Regions from separate parts of the Mus musculus genome. Here region 1 is linked to region 2. A link is a contact called in public HiChIP or PLAC-seq data. All regions are on one chromosome and are shown on one strand. The core of a region is the stretch at or near the end of the contact, and the rest is flanking DNA. Distances in the headings are between cores, read along the strand shown.

Region 1 (7,192 bases), core at 3,633-6,132, 140 kb after region 2:
CCAGTAAGCCTCAGGCTTACTGTGGAAAGTGTTCTACCTGGATCCAGGGATTTTGAACAGATGCAAGAGCCTGGAAGTGGGGGTGGAGGGGAGCCAGAGCAGCTTTCTTGGGAAAGGTCACCCAAAGGGTTGATGTCTTAACTCGTATGTCAGATGGAGGCGTGACTATAAAATGTCAACAACCCCTTAGCCCCCAGAAAAGGCTGGCCAGCCCTATCTGGGAAATTAGAGGCCCTCCAGCAGACCGACCCTACCAATTAATATGCTGGCGTCTGTGTGAGAATTTTAGCCAACTGGTAAATAGAAGTGTGGAACTGAGTGGGCTTGGTGTGGGGCCAGGCAGAAGCCAGGCCTGCAAGATGGACCAGGATGGCACAGCTCACGTGGTTGAAGTTCGTATGTCCAGTAGTAGCGGCAGTAGGTCACATGATGGAAGCTGTGATGTTGGCAGCAGCGTTCAGCCAGGTGTCGAGAGTTCTGGCCCAGTCCACTGATGGGGTGTAACCACTCTGAGCAGTGATGTACCTATGACAGCCGCTGCCACAGGCTGCGGGGTGCTGGACCATGTATCCACGGTCTTAGCCTCCATTGGGGTCCCCACTGCAGCTGTTGGCATTACCAGCTAAGTTTCCAGGTTTTCGGCACCAAAATGATATGTTATAATGGCAGGTCGAGTCTCAACAGCACACTAAGCCAAGATGGTTCCACTTGGAAGAGGTTTTATTGGGTGAGAGAGAGGTGGCAACAGAAAGAGAAGAGAGGGAGAGAGGGGGATTCTCCTTATTTACATGGAAAATGCAGGTAAAGGTGGGAGGTGAGCCAAGTGGAAGCTGGGAATATGGTGCCTGTTGCCTTGGCAACCAGTCTGCATGTTGTTGGTCGCACTGTCACTTATGTGATGACATAGGTTTGGGAGGTCTTGATGCCAACACCATCAACCAGGCAGCATACACCAGCTGATAAGAGGCTCCCAACACATACAAAACAGAGGAATGCCAGGTCTGGACTTTGAGAAAATACCCTCAAGACTTGGGGCAGCAGGTAGTGGGGAGGTCTGGTGGGATGGGATTAGGGGTGGGGCATCCTCTTGGAGATGGGGTGGGGGCGTGGAGGAGGTGTGGGATGTGGAATAGTTTGAGGGGGAACTGGGAGGGGGATAAAGTCTGGAATGTAAAAAAAAAAAAAAAGATTTAAAGAGTAAAAAAAAAAAAACAAAACAAAACAAAAGACCAAGAAATAAAAAACCTATGGCATTATTCCAAAATATTTCAAAAATACTGATTAAGAACATATTGGAATATATCAAATAATATAAGAGCAACAAACACTCATATAGAAAGAACCCACAACTTTATGCCTCCCTTTCCACAGTTATAACATAATCTTGAAACTTTCTTTTTGCCAACAACAGAAAAATACCAAACCCTTTGTCAAAAACAACTGAAACTTCAAACTTGCTCTATACTGGAATCTAGTTTAAGTAACAACTATCACACAAAAGCTTCCTGTTGGATTTGGATGACAAGCATTGGCCACACACACAAATTAGGCAATCTACCGAGATATAAAAGCAATCTCACTAACTTTACCACTGTAATTACAACAGTTCTATTTCAATGTTTAATTTTTAAGAGTGCATTATTGAAGCAACCTTCTAGAAATTGTCAATTACCCTTATCAATCAACTTCATTCTCACAGGAGATTAGGCACAGAATCTAAAATGCCATGTTTATACAGTTCATAACTTCAGCCATTTATAAAGTCTCCATGAAGAAGGAAAGTTTGGAATCCTAGTATTCACAGCACTGAAGTGACCTGACATTTTGAGTTAGCCATAGTTAAGCTTAATATGAAACATAGTAGTAAAGTTTTCAGTAACACTTACTGTAACTTATATAACCTGACATTCCCAGAGGCTTTTTATATTGAGAAGTTTGCAGTAATTAGAATACCAATGAAAACATCAGAAAGAAATCATCAAATATAACTGTTTTGAAGAAAACAATTTTAGTACCTACCTGTGACAGGTACAACAAGGGAAGACCTGCCCGTTTTCATTTTTTTTAAGTGTGAATTAAAAGTGTGTTTGCCCCTGAATAGTGGAGTGCTGCATTCCATTGATTTTAGTGTTACTGTGCAAAGATGGTGAGAGAGAATTAGTTCTGTGTGTATTCCCCAGAGCATCTGCATTTCTGGTGCTGTGCTGCAACTGTTGCCTTTTGCTGTCTCTGATGTCTTTCTTATTCTTCTCTGACCTCTTCTTCTGGGCAGAATCTAAAGAAAGCCTGTTAGCAACACTGTTGCCCACAGGTATAAAGCAAACCTGTGTCTTTAAGGCACCATGACAGCTATGCTAAAATCTTCATTTGCACTGTGTTTATTCCAGCTGCTCAGTCCATTTGCTTTCCCTTCATTTTCCTCTCTCAATTTCTTAATTATGTAATTTCTAAAGAATAAAAATTTTAAGTTAATGTACCTAACTTGAAAGCTTAAAATACAAATTCTCTTTGTTACTGTTTCCCTCTTAAGTATTAGAAAGTTAGACCATCAACATTATATTTGTTTGAACAAAGGATAATTCTTGTCCAAACTAAAGACATGAACATTGTCTTTCTTTTCTTGTTTTTCATCTTTTTTAAAAATAGGGTTTAAATTGCCTGCAAGTTAAATGACCTTATACTGACACTTATCAAGTACTGAAATTACAAGCACACACATGTATATCCACTGGTGTTCTGTAACTTTCTCTAAAAGATTAACTAGAACCTATCACCTCAAACATAGGAGTTGCCATTTATTTACTATGTGAAAAACATATGTTTTTCATAAAATGGACAATAAGTTTTCCCTGAGTCTCTGCTCCTGGTTTTACATTTGCTTTTTATATGAGCCATTATATAACACATTAAACCCAATACCACAACATATAGGATTGAAGTCCTGTATTCAAACACAAGTCAGCTGGCTTATTAACATTCCAGATGGTATGATGTAAGAATCAGGTATGCAGTATTAAATCAGTACAATTTTTTACAAGAAAAATGACAACACTTGAACAATTAACTAAAAATTGTTTATTTAGTTGCAACAGATATACAAAGCCAATCTTGGTCAAATATATGGTCATAGGCTTACAAATGCAGGATGAATGACAAATACTATACTAAATTCACGTCCCGGCTACTTACATGTTTTTTTTTTAAGTAGCATTAATAAGTACAAAATTTGTTTGTCTAAGTAACATTAATAAGAACACTTCATTTGTCTTCTTAAAGCTTATGAGTAACAATATCCAAAACTGGATTATACCAGTAATTCATTCTTTCAAATGTCTGTGTACAGTGTTACTCTAATTATACTTTCGACTCCAGACTGAGAGTCAGAGTATAGCCCTACCAGATGTCTTAAGACCCTCACCCTGGTGCCAACTTGACTTCTTGGTAATGATGCTCTGACAAAATAGAAAACTCATAGAAGATAGATCCAAGAACAATTGAACAAAATCCCACCCACTTCTATCTGTCTCAGGCTCTGGCTGAATCTTTCATGCACTATGACAGCCAATTCTGAGTACATCCAACTCTCATAAAAGACAAGTGAAAGAAGAACACAAACTGAAAATAATTAAAAGAAAGCCTATTTAGTCCCAAATCAGAGGAAGCTTGCCTGTTAAGATAAAGGATAGAGTAGGAAGTAAAGACCCACTTAAATATATTTTAAGTGTATATTATACTAGCCCTTACCAAACACCCAGAAGTCAACAAAATGATGTAAGTATTTTAAAAAGAAAAATCAAGCTGAGTGCAGGACTTAAACCCCAGCACTCAGAGACAGAGCGTAGGCAGATCTCTGTGAGTTTGAGGGCAGCCTGGTCTACAAAGTGAGTTCCAGGACAGCCAAGGCTAATCAGAAAACCCTGACTCAAAAACAAAACAAAATTCTGACAGCTTTCCTGTGTAAAGCCATTATGACTCTACATAATCAATAGTAGCATATCTAACAAAAAATGCATGTATTACTAGCAAGAAAGTACACTGTTAACGATGCATACTCTATGCTGTTACAGCAGACTAGACGAATGCACATTTGGAAAACAGCTGTGTAAGAAATATATGAAAAGCCACTATGAACCAGAACAACGTGACCGGGAGAAACCACAAGGAGTCTTAGAGTTGGGAAATACGTTTAGTATTCTATTAGATTTGCCCAATCTAAACATATGACTTATAATTAAAATATTTGGACTGTGTGTTATTTATACAGGCTATTAGGGATGGAAATTTTAGCAACAAATTGGTGCACCTTATGTCCAGCTTAGACTCGAACTAACCTGAAAAGAAAATCCACCCCCTAGCCCCCCTTCCCCCAGTATAAACAACTAGGGCTTCACTCTCAAGCTGTGTCCGGGTGGAAATTACACATATAATGAATCTAAGGGGTCTACAGAGAGCTAACTGAGAGGCTCCCACCCCAAGCCCCAAGTAAACCTAGGCAACAAGCGGTAACAACGCAACCCTGAGCTGGGACACAAGGTGGCGCCAATGTCACAACATAGTTTGGGTTCGCGGAGCCTGAGAGAAAAACCAAGGACCCAAAGTAAAGGCTGCCTGAGAAGCAGCGTTCACAACTGAAGATCAGTAACTGATAAAACTGCAACTAACTTTCCAAAGCTTTCTCACGGACACAACGGGCTGATAAAGGCATCTCGGCCCCAAGCCAACCTTCCCGTGCACATTTTCTGATTTCTGATATCCCCCCCCCACCCCACCCCCCTTATAAACAAGGCACAGGACAGCCAAACCAGCTCTCCCAACTACTTACACTGCAGGCTGCCTAAGAACAATACACCTGCCACAGGCTACATCCCAGACTAAAGGCAGAGAGGGCTCAAAGCCGCAAAAGCCAAGAGTCTTTGTGCAGTCAGCCCCTCCTTACTAATAAAAGAATCCGAAAGGACCACAATTTCCTAAATCGAACACCAGAGGGAACCAAAGATACAAGAAACTCCAGACCAAATAATAACACTTAAAACAGTAATTAACGCAATCTCTTTCTCCTTCACTTCCTCCCATGCGAGTAAGGTTCTATAGAGAATTAAGGAGTTTCTTAACTAGTGACTGTAAAAGAAATGATTTGGGTTTTCTTTTTAACAATCTTAGATTCTCAGAGTATATGTGACCAAAGTCTAAGAAATTAAATTTGCCAAGGTTCATTGAAGAAACGTTTGCATTTTCTACAGGCTAACTCTAAAAGCTACACCAGGATCCGCTCTGAAGTAACACTTTACCAGCAAAACGTGTAATTATAAACAGTGTGATATGCCGCCCCCCCATTAAGCAAAGCAAACATTTTGATTGATTACTACTTAACTTTAACTCAACCAACCTGTCCTATAATAGATTCAGTCATCCCAGAGACAACAGCACAATGCCACAGTAATGAAAATGCAGCTCTACCTTTTGTCTATATAACAAGGAGCTACACTAAGGACTGAAGAGTGCTAATGTGCACATACATTAAGAGCCATGGCCCCAGAGAAATAATGTGAAATCATCTAAACCAGGATAAAGACAACCAGGCAATCAGGTAGTGCTGTATAAACAGGGATCTTAAATGCTAAACGACTGCATATATATATATATATATATATATATATATATATATATATATATATATATATATATATATATAAACACTGACATACATACTGAGAACAATTTCCTGAGGGGGCAAACATACACAAAAATAACCATAAGAAGACTCAAAATTAAGAAAAAAATTGGGACATAATACCCAATAAACAAAGAAAAGTGCTAAAATGAACACAAAGGAAAAATCTAGATTGGGTAAATGAAAACTTAGAGAGAGGTTATTTGGAATCAAATAAAAAAGGAAAATAAAATTAAATAAATAAATAATTGGGGGGACAGAAACTAATAGAACAGTCTCACTAGGCAAATAAGTGGCCGAGTAGTTGTCTTAGTTAGGGTTTTATTGCTGTGAAGAGATACCATGACCAAGGCAAGTTTTATAAGGAAAATATTTCATTGGGCTAGCTTACAGATTCAGAGGTTTAGTCCATTATCATCATGGTGGGAAGCATGACAGCATGCAGGCAGACATGGTGCTGGAGAAGGAGCTGAGAGTTCTATATCCTGATCTGTAAGCAGCAGCAGGAGACTGTGTCCACACGGGGTGTTATTCGAGTCACAGCACCATATAAAGTGTTTGTATAAAAAGAGAAAGAGAAAGGGAGATAGTCTATGCCTCAGTGGGGCCATGCGAAGACATCCCTTCCCCCTGAGGGACCAGCCACAAGAAGGTATAGTATAGAATAGAGCTTATTCAGGGCATGGGGAGGGGAGTCAGGAGTTAGGAGGGTAGAAGAGGCAGGGAAAGGCAGAAAGACAGAGAGAGAGAGAGAGAGAGAGTGTGTAGAGGCTGACCATGAGCATGTAGAGAGAGGGGGGAGGGAAAGGAATGGAGGAGGTGAGGGAAGAGCAAGGGAACAAGGGAATAAGAGCCCTAGAAATCAAGAAAGAAACAAGAGAGGGAGGAGGGGGCAAGCAGTCCCTTTTATAGTGGGTCAGTCCTACCTGGCTGTTGCCAGGTAACTGGGGGGGGGGGTGGAGTTTAGACAGAATGCTAATATTGGGTATAGCTTGACTATATATTACTACCTCAAAGCCCACTTCCACAGTGACACACTTCCTCTAACATGGCCATACATAATAAGGCCAAACCTCTTAATAGCACTACTCCCTGTGGAAAAGCATTCAAACACACGAGCTTATGATGGCCATTCCTATTCAAACCATCACAGTAGATTAATCTTCAAACAAAGTTCATAGCTAAAACTACATTAAAAATTAAAATTTCCAGATATCTTCACCAACCCACAAGACAAACTACTCATCGATTCCAAAGATTAGACCCAGGAAGGGTAGATAGAGCTGGTAAAAGAGACAACAAAAAGGGGTAATTAAGTGACTCAGAATTGTGACCTTTTCCTGACTTTCTCTGACAAAACCAAATATGTTTTCTGCTATGTATGTGCCCTTTCTCAAGCAAGAAAGAACATCAGATCCGTTCTTGGGGAAATCACAGCATGCACCCCAAAGGACCTCAGGGCCAACCCTAATCCTGAGTTTTTGCATGAAGACCCTGAGAGATGAAGTGAAGTCTGGGTTG
Region 2 (7,097 bases), core at 472-2,971:
CTACTATTTCTGAGTAGTCAAGGTGAGTTACAGCAACACTAGGTGGTGCTGTAGTTTGAAATAACAGATAAAAGACTAAAGATGTTTCAGATCCTAAAACTTGTAGTATTTACTACAAAAAAAAAAAAAGAAAAGGAGGGGGAGGAGGAGGAGGAGGAGGAGGAGGAGGAGGAGGAGGAGGAGGAGGAGGAGGAGGAGGAGAAGAAGAAGAAGAAGAAGAAGAAGAAGAAGAAGAAGAAGAAGAAGAAGAAGAAGAAGAAGAAGAAGAAGAAGGAATCAACCTTATGCAGTTAGTGATCCAACTTAATGAATCAGTATTTGTCCTAGTTAGGGTTTTACTGCTATGAACAGATACCTTGACCAAAGCAACTCTTATAAGGACAGCATTTGAATGGGGCTGTATAGTTTCAGAGGGTCAGTCCATTATTATCAAGGCAAGAGCATGGTAGCATCCAAGCAGGCATGGTGCAAGAGGAGCTGAGAGGTCTATGTCTTCATCTGAAGGCTGCTTGTGAAAGAACTGGCTTCCAGGCAGCTAGGATGAGGGTCTTAAGCCCCTCCACCCCAACAGTGACACACCTACTGCAACAAGGCCATACCTCCTAATAATGCTACTTTCTGGGCCAAGAATATACAAACCATCACAAGGGCTTTCACATTTTCTCATTTTTTCTTGTTTTGTCCTGTTCATCTGTAGTCTTGTGGAGGCCTTCTCTTTTCTGAAAAGGAAACAGATAAAGAATAGATCAGGGAGAGAGGGGAGGTCATGGGGAGTCTAAGAAGAGTGGAGGAAGAGGAAAATGTCGTTGGGATGTATTGTATGAAAGAAGAATCTATTTCCAATATAAAATTAAATAATAAAATAAAGCCTAATAATAGAATAAAGTTGATTAAATAAAAACTTCACCTGAATAGTTGTACTCATGTAATAAACAAAGGAAATGCACAGTAAATTGGAAACAAAGCATGTTCTTGTATTCTAAAAGGGCAATGTAGTCTTCCTGAGTAGTCAGCCAGGCCCCATACTTCCTTAGGAAATATCATCCTGCTATGTGATTAGAAAGCTAAATCACTAGAGCAACTAGGCAGGCTTTGTCAGTAATTTTACCAAGATTTTCGTTCCATGAAATATTATGGGAAATACTCACTGTCTGATGAGTAGCATTATTATGATATACATAGGCCCAAATGTTAAAAATGAATTATTAAAATTTTGTCTTTGTTTTTATTTTAAAAACATCATATCTTTGAAGAAAGAAATTTTCATTGAATTACAATCAATTATCAAAGTAAGTGAGGGAAAAGCATCATTTTTTAAAGAAAAAGAATATGTATATTTACCTGTGTGTGTACGTGTGATCGCATGCAAGTGCATGTGATAGAATCCACATCTCAGTGACTTAACACCAAACACACACACACACACACACACACACACACACACACACACACATTCTAAGTAACCCTACTAAAAGATCATAAAATAAAATTAATAACGATGGTTCATTGTCCTCAAATGAGGTAATTTTGGAAAGGAAAGCTATGCACACCCAGAAAAAAAAATTCTGAATAGCAATTCAAAGCACACATCAAGAAGAAGTAAAATATAGGAGAAACTAAGCAAGGCCTTGCCTCCTATGAGACTGATGTATGCGCAATAACAGTTACCTGAAAGAGGCAACTTGAGATCAGCCTGCTGTCCTGGAAACAGATGACACCAGATGGTGTGACAGGGCAAGCCAATGGATAGAGAACAGCACATCATCAGAGCAGCTGGGGACCAATAGGATGTTGGGAGGGGGTTATAAAGGTTCACTTACTTTCTGTAATAAATGAGTTCTGCTTTTGCCACTTGCCTGACTCCCAGGGTCTGTGTCTTTGATCCTGTGCCTCCCTACCCCTGCCTCCAAAGGTCCTATTGGGGAAAACAACAAAATGTAATATATTTTCTTAAATTAATAGTCCAAAGCATAAAAATAGTTCAGAGAAAAAAATATTAGTATATATAACCTTAAAAGAAGAGCGAGAGGGAGAGAGAGAGAGGGGGAATGGGGAAAGGGGAAGAGTGATAGAGAAAAGGGAAGAGAGAGAAGTGGGAGAGAGGAGAGAGAGCTAGAAAAGAGACAAGGTGGGGAATCAAAGCATGCAGAAGTTTGGAAGAAGACAGTAGTAGTTTAGGGAGGAATGTACCTTGGATCCACAGAGTTGCTCAGAGACCCAAATATTTTTCTATTTAGGTGTTGTATTTCCCTTCAGAGAATTATATTACCATAGCATATCTAGAGTAAATAAAACACATCTTAGTGGCTCAATACCAACAATTCTTATTCACATAGTTACGCTCTAGAGTAGAGAATGGTCGTAGAGGAGTCAGGGAAGGCAGAATATCTGCTCCAGACAAACATTTGAACAGTCTCTGTGGCCCCTGACAAAATCACCAGCCAGCAGTTATTGCTTGAGAAAATTACAAGACTTTAGTTATTTTCTTAATCTTATTTTGCTGTTTTAGGGTTTCTTTGGCATTAAAATGCCTCTTCCCAGTCTCTGGGCTAATTATTACTGTTAGTTCCCATGGCTGGTAAAATTATAATAAGACTCCTAAAATTTCCACCCTAAGATAATCATGTTTTCTATTGTGGTATGCCACTGAGTTTAGGCAGAATGAGAATATAATGTGAATCTATGATCAGATCATCATTAAATGATGATCAACAGAGAAATCATTAGGGTAGTTAGGACCTATTTATATAAGATCTTAAAAACTGAATTATCTCTGAAGAATGCAATTTCCTATAACAGAAATGCCACTGCTGGCTTTGATGATAGATAGCAAATTCTAGGAGCTGAAAACAGCTACCAGCCAACAGCCAATAAAGTTATGAGACCTTCAGTTCTACAACCTCAAGGAATTGAATTCTGCCAACTACCAGTGATGTCGGAAGTTGATCTGGAACCTTAGATAAAACCAATGCTATTTACATACTTAAAGTCAGGTAAGACTGTAGCAAAGAACTCTCTTATGCGATTCTCAGTCTTTTGACCCTATGAAACTTCGAGACAGTAAATACTGCTATAAGCTGATAAATTGATTGTGTTACAATAAAAAGCAAATAAAACTCCAAAGTTCCTCCCCTATTTCTCAAGCACAATTATCTTTCTCTCTCCTTCCTCCCTCCTCCCCTCCTTCCTCCTTCTCCCACTTTGGTATACTAGACAGTGGTTTTCTTAAAATGAAGTAGAATTGGCAATGGCAGTGTGTATATATTAATAGATAAAGTCTCAAATGATGTGCTAACAAAAGTGTGGTATGTTACCTGTACCTGATTTTCTCTTAAAAGCTGTCATTTAATCTAAGGGACAGCATCAAGTTTATGAAAGCCATAGTGTCTTTCATAAGACACTATGAAGGTCACTACCAACTGTCAGAAAAGAAAAAAAAACAAAACCAAAACAGTGCACAGTTCTGCAAAATGTATCCAGAATTGAAATCCCAAGCATACTATAAAAAGGTCAGAGTCTCAAAAATGCACAAATTTATTTTTATGACAATATTTAAAATAATGTAGAATTTTATTACCTATATATTTTTATTTAATAATATTCTATATTTTCAAACAGCATTGCATGATTCTCACCATGAAAATGATTCATTTTGTCATTCTTTTGACATGATTTAAACACAAAACAGTAAGTCAGCAGGCTGATTGCTCTATTCTGAAACACTCAGGGGGTAAGCAAATAGCTTCTGGCCAATTTTAGTTCTTTTCAGTCTGCATTTGGTGATGTCTACATTGGGTAATATTTTCAGGATGCTAGATCATCCCATAATTGTCATCTTTCCTTTGGGTCAACTTCAACTTGATCTCAACTTTAAGTAAAATGATTCATAAATTTTCCCTGCCCATTATAATCCTAGGCAGAGTTAGCATGACACATATCTGGCATTTTTGTTGGCACTACCCAATCTGACACTATTCTCTTCTGCTATTTTTAGATCTGACCTCAGAACCCTTTACAACACAGCTCTTTGTGAATCTTCTGTGAATTAATTACATGTAGAATGCCAGAAGAAACTTGTATATTCATCCATATAATAATACTATGAAAAGTTCCATTCCCCTAATTCTTGACAATTCTAAAAAGCACTAAAACACTAAGTATTTCTATACTATATTAAGGTTTCATAATTTGTATAACTTATAGAATTTGTACCTTGACAAGTTTATATATGTATAAAGTACATTCTAATGTTTGTAGTCTTCTACATAAGATCTAATATCCATCAAAGCTCTCGTGTCTGCTCTTTCCAATAAGTCAGTTTTCCACATCCATGTTTGTTTGTTTTATTGTTTTTAGACCTATTGAGTTTTCCCATGATTGCTAGTGGCTGGGCATGATCAATGGAGCCTGATGTGCTTGCTCTTGAGTGGGGACATTCCAATGATGGTATTTGCCCCACCTCCTGAATGCATCTGTAGCAAATAGTTCAACAAAGAGGAGTAGGGTTTCATGAGTCATTCATTTGTTTATTGTAGCTGTCCAGAAGCCATGGATGAACTGGGTTACCTGAAAGGGAGAGGCTGGAAATGGAAAAGGATCGGCAGGCGAGAGAATGATAAAGCCAAGACAAAGGTTTCTGATCAAGGCTCAAAGTTTAATTTTCTACTCTGTGTTTATATAGTTTATGTAGGGAAAACCCCACAGACCCATCCTTTGTTTCAGCTGGATTATGTTGCAAAGCAAGCTCAGCAGGCAGTCTGCTCCTGCAGAAAACTGCAAGTGCAGAAGACTCCACCTAGTTGGGCTAGGTCAGTGGAAGACCAAATGTAGCAGGCAATTAAGATCTGTTTAGCCTGCTCAAGGTTAGGAAAATGGCTTTATTTATTTATTTATTTATTTATTTATTTATATTTTTTACATCCCAACTACTGCCCATCTCTCTAACTCCTTCTCACAGATTTTCTCTCCCTAATCCCTCCCATGTTCCTCTGACAAGATGCCCCCCAACCTGTGTCCCCCCAACCCTGTCAAATCAACTCTCTGCAGGGATAGAGTCATCCTCTCCCACTGAGGTCAAATAAGGCAGCCCTGTTGGGGACTGGATTCTATAGACAGACAAAAGATTTAGGAACAGCTCCCATTCCAAGTTGTTAGGGGAACCACATGGAGACTGACCTGAATATATGGTACATGTGTGTGGAGCCTCTGTCCACTTCTGTATGCTCTTTGTTTGGTGACTCAGTCTGTTGGAACTCCTCAAGGTCCAGGTTAGTTGACTCAGCTGGTCATGCTGTGGCATTCCTATGCCCTTCAGGGCCTTCAATCCTTCTCCAGGTTCTTCCATAAGAGTCCCCAACTTCTGGGTCAAAAATTTTGAAAATAGTTTGGTGACACCATCCCTCCACTGGGGGCCTTGTCTATTTACTGGAGGTAGTCTCTTCAGGTTCTATCTCCCTACTGTTGGGTATTTCAGTTAAGGTCATCTCAATGAGTCCTGTTAACTTCTCACATCACAAGTTTCTGGAACTTTCTAGAGTTCCCCCTCCCCAACCCCCAATCCCTGCAGCAGCATATTTCCATTCATTCTCATGGCCCTCTGTGCTTCTTTCCTGTCTCTTCCCATACCTGATCCTCTTTTCCCCTCCCCCTTCCCTCTCACAACCATGGCCCTCCCTCCCTCTGCCTCCTGTGATTCTTTTCTTTTCTTCATTTTTTTTATTCTTTAATCTTTTCTTTATAGCCCAGTCTACCCCCCTCCCAGTCTACCCTCTGACTGGCCCTCATCCCATACCTCCTCTCCATACTATCTCCAAGAGAATGTCCCCACCCACCTGGCCCCACCCCACCAGACTTCTCCACTCCCTGGGGCCTCAAGTCTCTCAAGGGTTAGGTGCATCTTCTCTCACTGAGGCCAGACCAGTCAGCCCTCTGCTGTATATGTGCCTCATATCAGGTGAATTATGCTTCCTGGTCGGTGGCTCAGTGTCTGAGATATCTTGGGGGTCCAGGTTAGGATAACTGGACCAACTCCATTGATGCTCAATTTCTTCTTTGAATACAAGAAAGAGGTGCTATCAGGAGCAGAGAGGTCTCTAGTCAAATAATCTTTAATAAAGAAAAATCCATAAACATCATATTCTGTGTACTTCTGATACCTTTGAAGACTATCTATCTACCCAAAGAATCTCTGCACTGTTAAGTCTTGATTTCTCACTGCCAATTCTCATTGAAATATCTCAGAAACATCCTTTTAATGAACTCAACACTACAAGTTTGCTATCTGACCCTTAACTTGTATTGCTTAACCATCTAAAATCAGTTTATAATATCAGTTATAGAAGGACTGGGTATAAGCCTTGTATTCTTAAATGTGTTATATAGGCACAATACCTATATGAGAGTAACAATATTAATCATAATTTTATATCAATAAGAAATTCATACCAATGAAATCTTTAAATTTGTATCAAATAAATTCTGTGCTAGTGTAGGAGATTATAACTTCAACTTTGTTTCAATTATAAAGATTTCTATCTGCCAGGCAGTGGTGGTGCATGTCTTTAATCCCAGCACTTGAGAGGCAGAGGCAGGCGGATTTCTGAGTTCAAGGCCAGCCTGGTCTACAGAGTGATTTCCAGGACAGCCAGGGCTATACAGAGAAACCCTGTCTTGAAAAACCATAATAATAATAATAATAATAATAATAATAATAATAATAATAATAATAATAATAAAATTCAGGGTTCAGATCCAACACTGAAAGCCTCATCTCTGTGTTTTCTTTGCTTTTCTTACTTTTTGAATTTACTTTTAAATGTCAGGATTATTATTATTGCTACTATTATATAATTATTATTTCCCACTAACTGGGGAAATTTTTTTTTATTAATTTTGCTTGTGTACCTGTATTTGTATCGATACATTTGCTGGAATGCAGGTGCTCAGGGAGGCCAGAGGTACTGGCTTTCCTGGTGTGGGCAGACATTACAGATAAATAATAAAAGTATAAATAAATAAATAAATAATAAACATAAAAATAAACACAAATATAACTATCATGGAATAAAACAAACAAGCAAGGAACAGTACTGCTGGTT

What was found. HiChIP or PLAC-seq counts read pairs in DNA pulled down with a chosen protein or histone mark.
Region 1: a CTCF HiChIP or PLAC-seq map of CD8 T cells shows a contact between it and region 2, with 10 read pairs. The contact joins two enhancer-like sites. A contact is called at or near these places in 1 of 15 datasets of contacts at CTCF or cohesin (CD8 T cells), 8 of 484 Hi-C or Micro-C datasets (the HPC-7 cell line, Th1 cells, bone marrow-derived macrophages and 3 more) and 9 of 115 datasets of contacts at active chromatin or transcription factors (CD8 T cells, bone marrow-derived macrophages, embryonic stem cells and 2 more).

The regions. Positions count from the first base shown.
Region 1 is chr10:51,549,004-51,556,195 of GRCm38.p6, forward strand. No RefSeq gene overlaps it. Among named protein-coding and RNA genes, the nearest start is that of Gm46224, 25 kb to the left of the region's middle. Within about 2 kb of position 4,883, at least 49 of the 459 cell types and tissues checked have an H3K27ac peak or open chromatin away from gene starts, as enhancers often do. A contact at or near this core is called in CD8 T cells, where this site is marked.
Region 2 is chr10:51,412,945-51,420,041 of GRCm38.p6, forward strand. No RefSeq gene overlaps it. Among named protein-coding and RNA genes, the nearest start is that of Lilr4b, 64 kb to the right of the region's middle. Within about 2 kb of position 1,722, at least 18 of the 459 cell types and tissues checked have an H3K27ac peak or open chromatin away from gene starts, as enhancers often do. A contact at or near this core is called in CD8 T cells, where this site is marked.